Regions from separate parts of the Hordeum vulgare genome. Here all the other regions are linked to region 1. Evidence: chromatin contacts called from public Hi-C data. All regions are on one chromosome and are shown on one strand. The core of a region is the stretch at or near the end of the contact, and the rest is flanking DNA. Distances in the headings are between cores, read along the strand shown.

Region 1 (2,700 bases), core at 24-2,523:
GCTCCCTGGCATTTGTCGGAGCCACGAGACTAGCTAGCCTTACGCATGTAACCTGAAACCATATTAGGGGCTGAGCAACCCCACTTCTTCACCCCTCCTCACTCGATCGCCATGAACACGCCTTCTAGCGCACACGTCCATGGCATCACCCTGTAACTTTCTCCCCTTCTATCAATGAAAAGATACGCTATCTAAGCGTATTCACCTTTTTTTTGTTATCGAACATCTATTCTATAGCATGAGATTGGGGAGATGCTACTGCAAGTCATCATAACTATTCAGATCAAATACTGTAATTAATTGTTACTGAACAAGTACGAGCCTATGACAATGCTTAGCAATGCACAATACAGAACCGAAAGCTCTCTAGATCGAACGAAGTGGCTTACCATCCGGTGGTGGCAGCAACTCGTGTCTTTCTCAGGCTCCGACGATGGCTGTCGCTCGAAGTGAGTCCACGGGCCTTTGTTGTTGCTTCCCCAGTGTCGGTAGGACGAAGCTTCACCTGCGACGGGGAGGAACAAGTCTTGATGGATGCGCTGGAATTTAACCTAGCTAGGGCGTCGTCCCATGCTCTGTTCTCTCCTCTGATCCTCTCCTCTGCGTGACTGTGTGTGCTTGAGGTGTGTGTGTTTAAGGGGTTCCCCTCACTAGGATTGAACGGAATGAAGGGGAAGGCCCAAAATATTCCAAAATATTTTATGTGGGCTGGGCTGGGGGAGGTGGAAATATGGTGTGCAAGGTCTTTGTTTTGTTTTTTTTTAAGTGAAATAATTTGGTTTTAAACTGAAAAGACCCAAAATGAACATGGCTTGCTGTTTTGCAAACTGACACCATATGAGAACATGAAAAATCAAAATTTCGATTTCGTTTTGGATTTTTTTCATTCGGTTTTCAGTTTAGGTTTGATTTTACACATCTTGACCTATGGCAGGCAAACCTAAAGGAACATTGCTGACCAGTGGCGTGATTTCATGTCTTCCTTGTAAAAACAAAAAATAAAAAATAAATTCAGACCGGGAGTCTTTCTCAAAAAGAAAATCATTTAAATTCTTATGATTTTCTTTGCACGGGTTCATCCACTGTCCCGTTCAAAACCGAAGCCTACGTGAAGAAACGAATTAATTAGGCGAAACAAAAAATCACGCGCTCCAAAGCGAGTGTCGGACAGCTCAGATCACGCAAAAACACACGCTGCCACCGCCAGATCCCGTCACCTAACTGCCCCCCATCTATTATCACATCATCATCACCGTCGTCGTCGTCGCCGCCGCCGAAGCATCGAACACCCACACAGTGCACACTGTACAGCTAATTTTCGCACGACCTATAAACAACCGGAACAAAAAAGAAGAGGGAAAAAAAGAGGAGCCAGGCCTAGCCAAGCCCTGCCCGCCCACCGAGAAAGGAACGCGGCCAATCTGGTGGCCTCGTGCTCGCAGCCAATAGCCCGCCTCCGATCCGCATCCGGCCGAGCGGCGCAGCCTCCGGGGCCAGGGCCGGTCGGGCGGGCTCCCCTGTCACCGGCGGCGACGCGCCATGGCCGGCGCCATGGTGGACCGGGCCACCAGCGACATGCTCATCGGCCCCGACTGGGCCAAGAACATGGAGATCTGCGACATCTGCAACCGCGACCCCGGGTACGGTCCCCTCCCCCTCGCCCAGCCGATCCCTGCCGTGTCGCCCGAGATAGTAGGAGTGCGTTGCCATGCGTGCTACGTACGTCGGGTGGTTGGCTGGCCTGTCCGCCCGTGGCGTCTTACGCGGGGGAGCTATGTCGTGGATGGAGTTGGCACGATCTGGGGTAGGATGGAGCGTGATTTTATGTTGTGGGGCGGCGTGATTGCTGGAAATGCTTCTAATCCCGACAAATTCTTATGAGCGGTTAGTTTTGACCGGAACGAGACAAACGGCTCGAATTTGGATCTTCCTGGAGTGCCCAAGTCAAATACGGAGATACAATTCTTGGAATTGCGATTTTGCGAGCCGTGGATCTGGTTCCATCCATTTGCGTTCTGGTTTCTGGGGATACGATGTTCGATCGTATACTGGTGTTTTTAAAAATTCTCATTCATTGTTGAATGGAGATTCGCTAGTGCATATAAATTCTGTTTGTTGGTTATGCTAAGCTCAAGGACATTCTGCAGTTGACCCAATTATCAAGAGCGTGCTAGTAGTCTACCCCTGTGGCATTGATCAGTATCGTTCGTTTTGCTGGATAGATAAATGAACCAAATGGCTATTTCACCCCGTGTAAATTTCTGTAGTGATAGCTTGCACATGACCCATACCGTGTTTGAATATTTTCCCCTCTAGTATGGACTGGATGCCTGATTTTCTCAAGGAGAAAATATATCTCTAGAGTCAGGTTTTTACAAGCTTCGATCAATCCACTCATTCAATAACCTGAGAGTTACATAAGTTATGCCTCGTTCTTGGACCTTAAGGCAAAACATAGAAAGTAAAGAAATGGAAACAAAATGGCTGCTCCTGGAGGCACTTGCTTAGAGCTGCATGAACAATGCAGGTTATTTAGACCCTCACAAGGCACATGAAAGATGAGAAGGACTATGTTGTGAAGTTCCTTACAATCCTGAAGACAACTTTACAACTTTTTAATCTTCCGGTTGCAGTTTCTATGCTTCTTTTAGAAGTAAGATTTTATTGCTTCTGGTCTCTGCACCCACATGTAGTTCATCT
Region 2 (2,997 bases), core at 313-2,812, 900 kb after region 1:
CCAGCTCCTCACTGACCAGCAAGCCTATGAAGGAATCACTCACTCCCGGTGGAGAGCATCATGGAATGTTGAAGAAGGAGGGTTGGTGATGACGAAGACCGAAGATTCCCCTCTCCAGAGCCCCAAACGGACTCCAGATTTGACCTCCTGATGAAAACACGAGGTGGCGGCGGCTCCGTATCGTAAAACGTGATGAAACTTCCTCCCCTATTGTTTTCTTCGAAAATAGGATTTATAGTGCTAGAGTTAGGGTCAGCCGAGCCCCGTGGTCCCCACTACCCACCAGGCCGGGGGGTGACGTGCCCTCGTGCCTAGTGGGTGTCTTGGGCCTCCCCTCTAGTGAGTCTTGGTTCCAATATTTTTTTATTCCATAAATCAGAAAGTTTTGTTCAATTCCGAGAACTTTTATTTCTGCACAAAAAATAACACCATGGTAATTCTGCTGAAAACAGTGTCACTCTGGGTTAGTTTCGTTCAAATCCTGCAAATTAGAGTCCAAAAAAAAAAGCAAAAGCGTTAAGAAAAGTAGATACGCTGGAGACGTATGAAGCATCGATTCCTGGCGGCCTTAATGACTGCACCACTTGGGCTCGATTCGGTCAAACTTGGATGAGAACAGCTCGCGAGAGCACGAAGCACCGCAAAATCTTGACGAAGTTATCCAACATCCTTCCTGACATAGGCAAGGCCTCGTCCGGTTCAGTTGTTGAGATAGAGCGCCAGATCCATCAATGTGGGTCAGGTCTAGTAAAGTGAGAGCGCAAAGCGACATGAACCCAGTTGTGCCATATCCCATCGCGTGCCAATAAAATGTGAGCGGACGATACAACTGGCGCTTGGGGGTCTTGATCATCATCATCAACCCCCGCACCCACACGGGATGTGTGTGTATAGTGTGAGATCGTGTGCCAATAAAATGTGAGCGGACGATACAACTGACGCTTGGGGGTCTTGATCATCATCATCAAACCCCGCGTCCACACGGGATGTGTGTGTATAGTGCGAGATCGCGACAAAAGTCTGTAACCACATGGTATGCGGGTCCATGGCAAGTCAACCCCCGTGTCACTATTGCATACAACATCACTATATCTACCCGACACACAAATGTCTATCAAAAGTACAAAAAAAGAATTTCACATAAATTATGAAAACAGAACAATACTGAAAAAATTCAAAGCTATCATACCAAACACACGTTACATAGAAAATGTAAAACACACATATCTCGAAAGTGTCCATAACGGATAGAGTATGCGTGCGTTTATAAAAATTAGTTTATGTGCGTCTACATAAACATTTCCGAATGTACTACGTAAGAAAAAACTTTGCAGAGAAAATGTAAAACACACACATACAAACATGACAGAGCAGTGTGTTTTGTACTACCTGGTATGGGCAGGGGCTGACGTGGTGGCAAGGGCACATGGGGGCGCGTCTCCCCGGGAAGGAAACATTCGCGTCCACACACACGCCGGCCGCAGCTGATTACCCCCTCTCCCTCCCAGCTGCCTTTTTCTCTCTATCACCACCTCCCTCCGTCCCTCCCACCCATCCTCTTTCTCTACCTCCCCACCTCTCTCTCTCTCTCTCTCGGCGCCCATCTCCCCAAAAAACCCTAAAGCACGCGCCTTTCCCCACCCACACTCCCCCTAAATTCCCACCGGAGCCGCCGCCGCGCCGCCACGGAGGCCCAGCCCGCGCCCCGGCGTTGTTGCGATCCCTTCCCTGGCGGCCGCGACGCCCCTCGCCGTGGATCGTGCTTGCCGAAGCGTCCGGGCCGGGGCGAGCCTTGTCCTCCTCACAGGTTTGGTTTGATCTACTCGATCCCGTCTCTGCGAGCTCCTCCTGCTTTTTTCTGGTGGATCTGGTGAGGGGGCAGGGGCTCAGTCGTTTTCACCCTATAATCTCTCGGCATCCCTTTTTTTCTCCCCGGGCCAAATCTTTTCCGTTTCTTGCCTTCTCTCCGAGGCCCCGCGGTAGATTCACGACTGACGGGTGTAAAAAAAAACATGGATTTAATCTCCGTTCGGTCTAATCGATGGCTACATCTCCACCCCATTTTGGATTAATGATTTCATGGAGGAAGGTTTGATGGTTGTCCCTTGGTAGCTTGCGTGGTCCGGTAAGTTTTCGGAAGGGGATCTGCTGGTTCGTCCAAGGAGCGACGCTTTTTTTCTTTTTCCTAGGTTTCGCGGCTATCATTTCATGGATCTCGGCGAGGAGGCTCTCCGCCAGGCCAAGAGCGGTGGGGGAGAGGGGCTCATGGGGGGTGGGCTGTACTGTTTGCCTTGCCTGCTTTTTTTCTGCGTGGGGTCTTGGGCAGTGTTTCCAGCTGTGCATGGGCCTCTCGGGACTCGAGCTCCACCTCCAACTCCGTGGCTCTCGGATGCTGTCGCCGCGCGTCTATATTTCATGTCGCCAAAAGAAAGGGTCGAAGCTTAAGCTGAGCTCCGCGGTCAGTAGCAAGGTCGGCCTGCACCGCACAGCTTCGCTTAGTTCCTTATTAGTAGCTGCGTGTGTACACGTCTCCGCACAAGTAGCTGTGTGTGCGTGTCTCCTCTCATTTTGGTATGCATGGTATCTGCTTAGGATTAGTTGGAGATGTAGCTGGGTTACATTCATTACCACCTCTCTCAGCTTCGTCTGCTGTGTGATTGTTTACCTTTGTGTCGTGTCGTTCTCTATATTCCATGAGCTGAATGTGTTTGCTTGCATGCATGCATGCATGCATGGATGGCCCAAGATAGCCATCTTCGCGTTTCGTTCCTCGTCTAATGCTTGCTTCTTTGTTTCAGGCTTTCAACCTAGCGTACCTAGCCATCTTTTTTGAGACGTGTGTTCAGGGTTCTGCATGATGATCCAAGCTGCGTTTTGTTTCTCCTGTGCGTGCTGCTTCGGTGTTTGAGCTGTTCCGTTCCGTTACTGGATCATCACAAGATTGACCTGCAGGAAGGGAAGGTGTTCTGTGTTGTGTGCAAGTACCAATGGAAGTGC
Region 3 (2,700 bases), core at 59-2,558, 520 kb after region 1:
ACAACTTTGATTGCATGGAAGATGGATGAAGCGGCGACATAAGAGTGAATCATTCCTAAATTATGCAGCAGAACATACTTCTTTATGGAGTGTCGTCTGCATGCGCCTACGACGGATGAAATGGGTTGGGCTTTTACCTTTCGCACGTCTGGCTGAGGCCACTAAAACCTCATTGTTATTCGAGACACATTTCTATTCAAGTCACATTTCAAAGAGACTGGAACAGATAATTAAGATAAAAGTACAACCGAATTAAACGATATGATTGAATTTAAAAACTACAACCTAAAAAATACATGAAGACATCATCGTCATCCTCCGTCGATGCAGCACTCTGGCCCTTCAACGATGCGATAGTCTTGGCCTTGATGCTCGGCATGAAGATATCGTCTTCGTCGTCGTTGTCGGCAGTCCATAAAAAAATATGTTCTGCCGCGTGAAAGAAAATGGCGGAAGGAATGAAGGAATAAGGTGTCGGGAAACTAGGAAAGGGTGGCGGGAAATTAGGGAGAGGATGACGGGAAACTAGAGATAAAATTATGATGCAAAATATGTAGCATGCACTAGTCCGTTTCGACGAAGCCAATTAGTAGTACTAATTGCTTTTACCGGAGCCGATTAGTACTAATTGACATCGCCGAAGCCGGCTGGAACCCTATCAACTTCATCGAAGCCGACTGAATCCTGAATTCTATTTTTGAAAAACTTTCAACATATGCATTATTTTTTGAAATCATGAAAATAAATGTATTATTTGAAAAAAATAGCTGTTCTTACTGGCAGTTACTGCATAATTAAGCAGATTACATCCATCTACCCGCTAGGGCTAAGGGTCGATCGGCCTCAGCCGAAGACGCTCTCTGGTTATGCACCAAAGCATGGACCTAATCATGGACCGAACACCACATGTCGCCCATGCATCGTCCATGTGGCCGGCCGCAGGGGGCTGTCAGCTATAATTAAGCTTCTTGGAGTCGGCAACAGTGGTTTAAACTGCCTTCCTCTCTGGTTAATCTGGCCTGTGTACACGATGCATGCATGATATGATGCCGTGCTTGACCAATAAGTATAGCTCACATCGGTACATCGCCGCATCAAATCGCCCAGTACGCGTGGTACGTATTCTTACGAGTCGGGTCTATCGGTACGTTGGATCGAAATCTGACGGCTCATGTACGCCACGAAAAGATTACTGGTGGAATAATACGTACTGTCTCGATCGATCGATCGATCGATCTCTCTCGCCGCGCGGCGTTTGGGCCCACAGAAACCCTATGATGTGAGAGCCACTGCGCAGACAGAGGTAGCTATGTCTCGGACCTATGGACGTGACGTAGTACTAGTTAATTATTTGAGCCCTAGGGTTTTCCACTGTGCCGGCCGGGCACAACGCTTTAGGCAGCAGATATGGTGGTTTTTTCCAGGGTGGTGGAACGAACGTATCCTCTATTCAATTATTATCCCTCTCTTTCTTTCCAGAACATGTTGCCTACTCTAAGATTAACGGTGTGTAGTAGTTTATCTTAGTACTAGCAACTAAGAATTTCTTAGTGATAACGTTAGTATTACCTCTTGTATGGTGAAGGATTAGACTTTGGTACTTAACTTTTATGTTAGAATAAAATCTTGGTAAATCTTAAGATGGTATTCCCGGTTTAATCTTTCGAAGGTGTTTATAGGAATAGGATGGGCGTATGTGCGTTCGTAGAGGTAAAATCTTGGTATATGAACGCTTGTCTCTATATTATGTTAAAAAAAATAGATTGACTGTTCGAGTAAAATATCGTGTATTGCGTGCTTCTCCAGTATAAACTGTGTGTGTAAGTAATAGACATATCCACCACCAAAAACAAAAACTAATCCGACTAAAAAACAGTAATAGACATATTATAGTATTCGCTTTTTAAATAAAGTTTGAAACACTCATTTTTAAAAAAAATCAAGTATAGACGTATGCGTTTATATATACTTCTTTTGTTTTTAAATATAAGCATTTTAAAGATTCCACTATAAAACTATATATGAATAGTTATAGAGCTATTTTTATAGGAGTATATCTAGTAGCAACTTATATACTCTGGACTACAATTTTCTATCAATTTTCAGTCGACAATTTATGCAACACAATTTTCTATTGTCCCTGTTATGTTGTTCTTAACCAGACATGCGGTTTTCAAATGATACCTTAGCACACAAGCAGAAATACACACTACGAGAATTAGGACTTTCAGTTATTGAAAGTTAAAACAAAAGCATTTGTCGTATAGATGAAACTCCATTGGTTCCTTGCTGCCGCCAGCTTACCCTTGAACCGTCATGCTAGTTCCCGGAGGGTGGGGGGGGGGGGGGGGGGGAGGGGTTCGTTGTAGCCAATTTTTTTATTTCATATGAGCTTTGTCTCTTTTATGGACAAACTTGCCCTCCTATGCTTGCATGCTGGCCCCGTCACTGCACTACCGTCAATCTCTTTTAGAGCACGAGCGCCGCCGCGTGGCCTCCTGGGTTCCTAGTTGCCGCTGCCGTCAATGCCTTATTTCTCTTGTATTTGATATTTTGATCCCTTCTTCACTTTTTATCTCTCTCAACTGAAGCTTACACGAATGAATCAAATCAAATCAGATGAACAAAAATACACTAACCTAAGGGGGGTAGATAGGAGGGGAGTCTACTGACTTTTGAAGATCAAGGAGGGATCCCACA
Region 4 (2,923 bases), core at 111-2,610, 560 kb before region 1:
GTGCTATGTTTTTCTTTCACTCCTTCCTTACTGCAAACTAAATACCTAGCAGATAAGGTATCGTCTGCTCTCTCTTTTTTTTGTGTGTCCACCTAACACTGAATCCTTTCTTTTTTGCATATGCATTATAGAACTCGTATGCCTCATCTTCAGAATGAAAACACATTCCTTCCTTTGACACAATTTTATTTGAAGATGCATTCGGATTATCCTGTTACACACATGAAATACACCGACTTCATCGACATTGTAGTATAAATAAAATTTTTAAAGTCGATGCATTGTAGTATTTTTTTTACCTTCTCAATCAAACAGTTTTCTTCTCCTTTATCATTCTTTTTGCTTGGTGTCATAGGCTCACGGCTCGACTCATACACTGCGCTGTTCCTCGATAAAGGGTGCAACACTTTCTGTCCTTCCAGCCATTGAAACTGCATAATGTCAAACATCATCAATTTAATCACTTTCAAGTTTGATTCTACAACATATGATATTATGCTTTGGCTTAACAAGACTGCTATATGATTATCGGCTAGCATGACTAAATACGCATGCATGCACAAAAATAAAGAGCTAGCACATGGCTATTCACATGCAGCCTGCTTACCCCGGCATCGTCCTCTCCTCTGATGGATGTGGTCGTATGGGTGCAGTCTCGTACAGCCGCCGCCGCCGTGGACTTCGTCTGCTTGTCCTCCACACCTTGCCGCACGGCCGCCACCAACACGTACTCGGTCCGGCCGTCCCCCATGACGCCTTGATGCACGCCTGCAGGGAACGTGATGTCCGTTGGGGCAACAGCATGGCGTACAGCCCCAGCCACCATGAATGAGCTATCTGATCCGTTGGCCGACGAGGAGTTGGCCCCGCTGGCCGCAAGGACGTGTTCCGCCCGGCCAGCAACATGGCGAGCAGCCGCCGTGGTCGAGCAATCCAGACTGCCGCCGTGGTCGAGCAATCCAGACTGGCCGCCGGCAACGATGCCGTTCAGCACGGTCATGGATGAGATGTCTCGATAGCGTGATGCCGTGTGGGTGCCAAAGCCGATGAGGACAAGCGAACTCTAACTTGGTCGTGCATACAGGGTACGGCAGGAATCGATAGTTGGGAAGAGAAACTGATGGCAGATGTGATTCCTGCTTTGAGATTGTGGAGGCAACGTGGCATACATCGGAGGGGGTCTCACGGGCAGCAAAATGAGACCGCCGAAATAGCATCCATCGACAGTTAATACAGGCAGAGATTTCCTCTAATTACGTATGTTAGTTAATCTTAACAGCAGCAGCGACCGTCCCCTTCGCGGAGCCACATTGTTGGGCAGTGAGCTAGGAAGCACCCATGAGTGGCTGTCATAGGGATGAGGATGGAGCGATGCATTGAACCCACAGGAACGCGTGGCTAAAATGCAAGGCAACTGATGAGCGTTGTGCAATCAGCTTCCAGATTTAATACTTGTGAGCCAAAACATGTGCCCACCCAATTGGATAAACACGGAAGGTATCTCAAGTTCTCAACTAGTAACTGACGGATTACTCATCAAATAGCAAACAGGAACTAAAAAAACAGGATAATACAGTGAATTGCCAATGCTTCACCGAGTCAAACTGTGTACTAGAAGGCACAAATAATGCTCTGCTAACATTAGTCGCCACAAGTGTCTCCCGTAAAAGGAAAAAGGAAAATGAAAACATGATCTGGGATGTTTCTCTCCTCGATGATCTTTACCATGCTCAGTCAAGCTGTACCTTGTCCAATTCAGCAATGGTTTCTTCAAACTGTAGGATATTGAAAAAGGAAGTTTAGACTATGGTCTAACAATAAATGTGTTATTTATAGTAAGAAAAGGGGGAACTATCGTCAAGTGGGGTTTCAAGTACCTTTAAAATCTGTCTTAAAAAGTAGTCCCCATGGCGCTTGGTCGACTTGGACTCCACGACATGAATAACATCCTAATTGAATACAGATCGTTCATATGTAATTAATCATATTAGTCATACATTGCCGAAGTAGGCAAGAGACTTGAGAAAGCACAAGTTAACACAATCATGGTTGAACTTGAGAAGAATCTTTTTCGTAACAAAGTTCATTCCAGCAAGGAGCTCCAATTATCTACAGACTACAGCAGCTCAATGGAGTACCACGGGCTAGCAATTGATATAGTGAAGATATTAACTTCTAAGATGCAGCAGAAAAAAACCAACTCGTAATAAAGAAATCAGCACAACATAATATGTTGATGCAAAAAACTTATCTTAGGCACAGAAAGGAGAACTGACATTACCTCATTAATATAGAAATCAAAGTCTGCACTGGATACAATTTTCCCATTACTGTCAACTGCATGCATTTTGTGCTTGTACGTCATAAGAATAGACCTGTCCAAATATTTGAATGTTTCTTATGCCTACAGACAAATCAAAAGAACTAACAACCCAAGTTAATGATCATACAGACCTAAGTGTTGCCTCATCCATTTCCATATACTGGGCAAGTTTGGTAATGGTAATTGCTGAGTATAACTTTAGATAGCTCCGGATACCAGAAAGGAGCTGTTGCTGCTTCACTTCATAAAGGAACAGCTTCAACTGAAGCCGATAGGCGTCCTGTCACATAACAGGAAAACTAATCAACTATTTATTCTGTATGTCTCGTCTTCCATTTTTGGGGGGGAAACAAATTTACAGGTCAAGGAAATAGAAGTAATTCTCAAGGAATAAGAACGTCAAAATATATACAGTACAGCAACCAAAATGTTCAAAAGTACATCCCTTAAATTGACAACAGTATACTAGCTTCCATCTGACCATTTGCAACCAACATGCTAGCAACTTAAGTGATAAGAAAACTAGCCTCTTTATGCATCAACTTTACTGCATGGGCTGCCTTTAGCAAATCTCTTGTTCCCAATCTACGTTTCTTGTAT

What was found. A called contact is a pair of places that touch in the nucleus more often than the background predicts.
Region 2: a Hi-C map of leaf shows a contact between it and region 1, with 5 times the contacts expected there. The contact joins the promoter of LOC123443252 here to the promoter of LOC123443250 in region 1. A contact is called at or near these places in 3 of 6 Hi-C or Micro-C datasets (leaf and seedling).
Region 3: a Hi-C map of leaf shows a contact between it and region 1, with 7 times the contacts expected there. The contact joins the enhancer-like site here to the promoter of LOC123443250 in region 1. A contact is called at or near these places in 2 of 6 Hi-C or Micro-C datasets (leaf and seedling).
Region 4: a Hi-C map of seedling shows a contact between it and region 1, with 6 times the contacts expected there. The contact joins the promoter of LOC123443249 here to the promoter of LOC123443250 in region 1. A contact is called at or near these places in 3 of 6 Hi-C or Micro-C datasets (leaf and seedling) and 1 of 1 datasets of contacts at active chromatin or transcription factors (embryo).

What each region holds. Positions count from the first base shown.
Region 1 is chr3H:133,994,849-133,997,548 of MorexV3_pseudomolecules_assembly, forward strand. LOC123443250 (TOM1-like protein 9) reads left to right here and starts at 1,274. Exons shown (of 10, transcript XM_045119569.1): 1 at 1,274-1,640. The coding sequence starts at 1,540.
Region 2 is chr3H:134,890,887-134,893,883 of MorexV3_pseudomolecules_assembly, forward strand. It overlaps LOC123443252, which reads left to right and starts at 1,563. Exons shown (of 6, transcript XM_045119570.1): 1 at 1,563-1,807; 2 at 2,799-2,997. The coding sequence starts at 2,988.
Region 3 is chr3H:134,517,738-134,520,437 of MorexV3_pseudomolecules_assembly, forward strand. No RefSeq gene overlaps it. Among protein-coding and RNA genes, the nearest start is that of LOC123445799, 280 kb to the left of the region's middle. Within about 2 kb of position 1,309, at least 3 of the 3 cell types and tissues checked have open chromatin away from gene starts, as enhancers often do. A contact at or near this core is called in leaf and seedling, where this site is marked.
Region 4 is chr3H:133,430,148-133,433,070 of MorexV3_pseudomolecules_assembly, forward strand. LOC123443249 reads right to left here and starts at 1,361. Exons shown (of 3, transcript XM_045119567.1): 1 at 608-1,361; 2 at 300-431; 3 at 1-211. The coding sequence starts at 1,000. The coding sequence ends at 38. It overlaps LOC123443248 (eukaryotic translation initiation factor 3 subunit L-like), which reads right to left. Exons shown (of 7, transcript XM_045119566.1): 4 at 2,455-2,603; 5 at 2,282-2,375; 6 at 1,878-1,949; 7 at 1,445-1,775. The coding sequence ends at 1,731.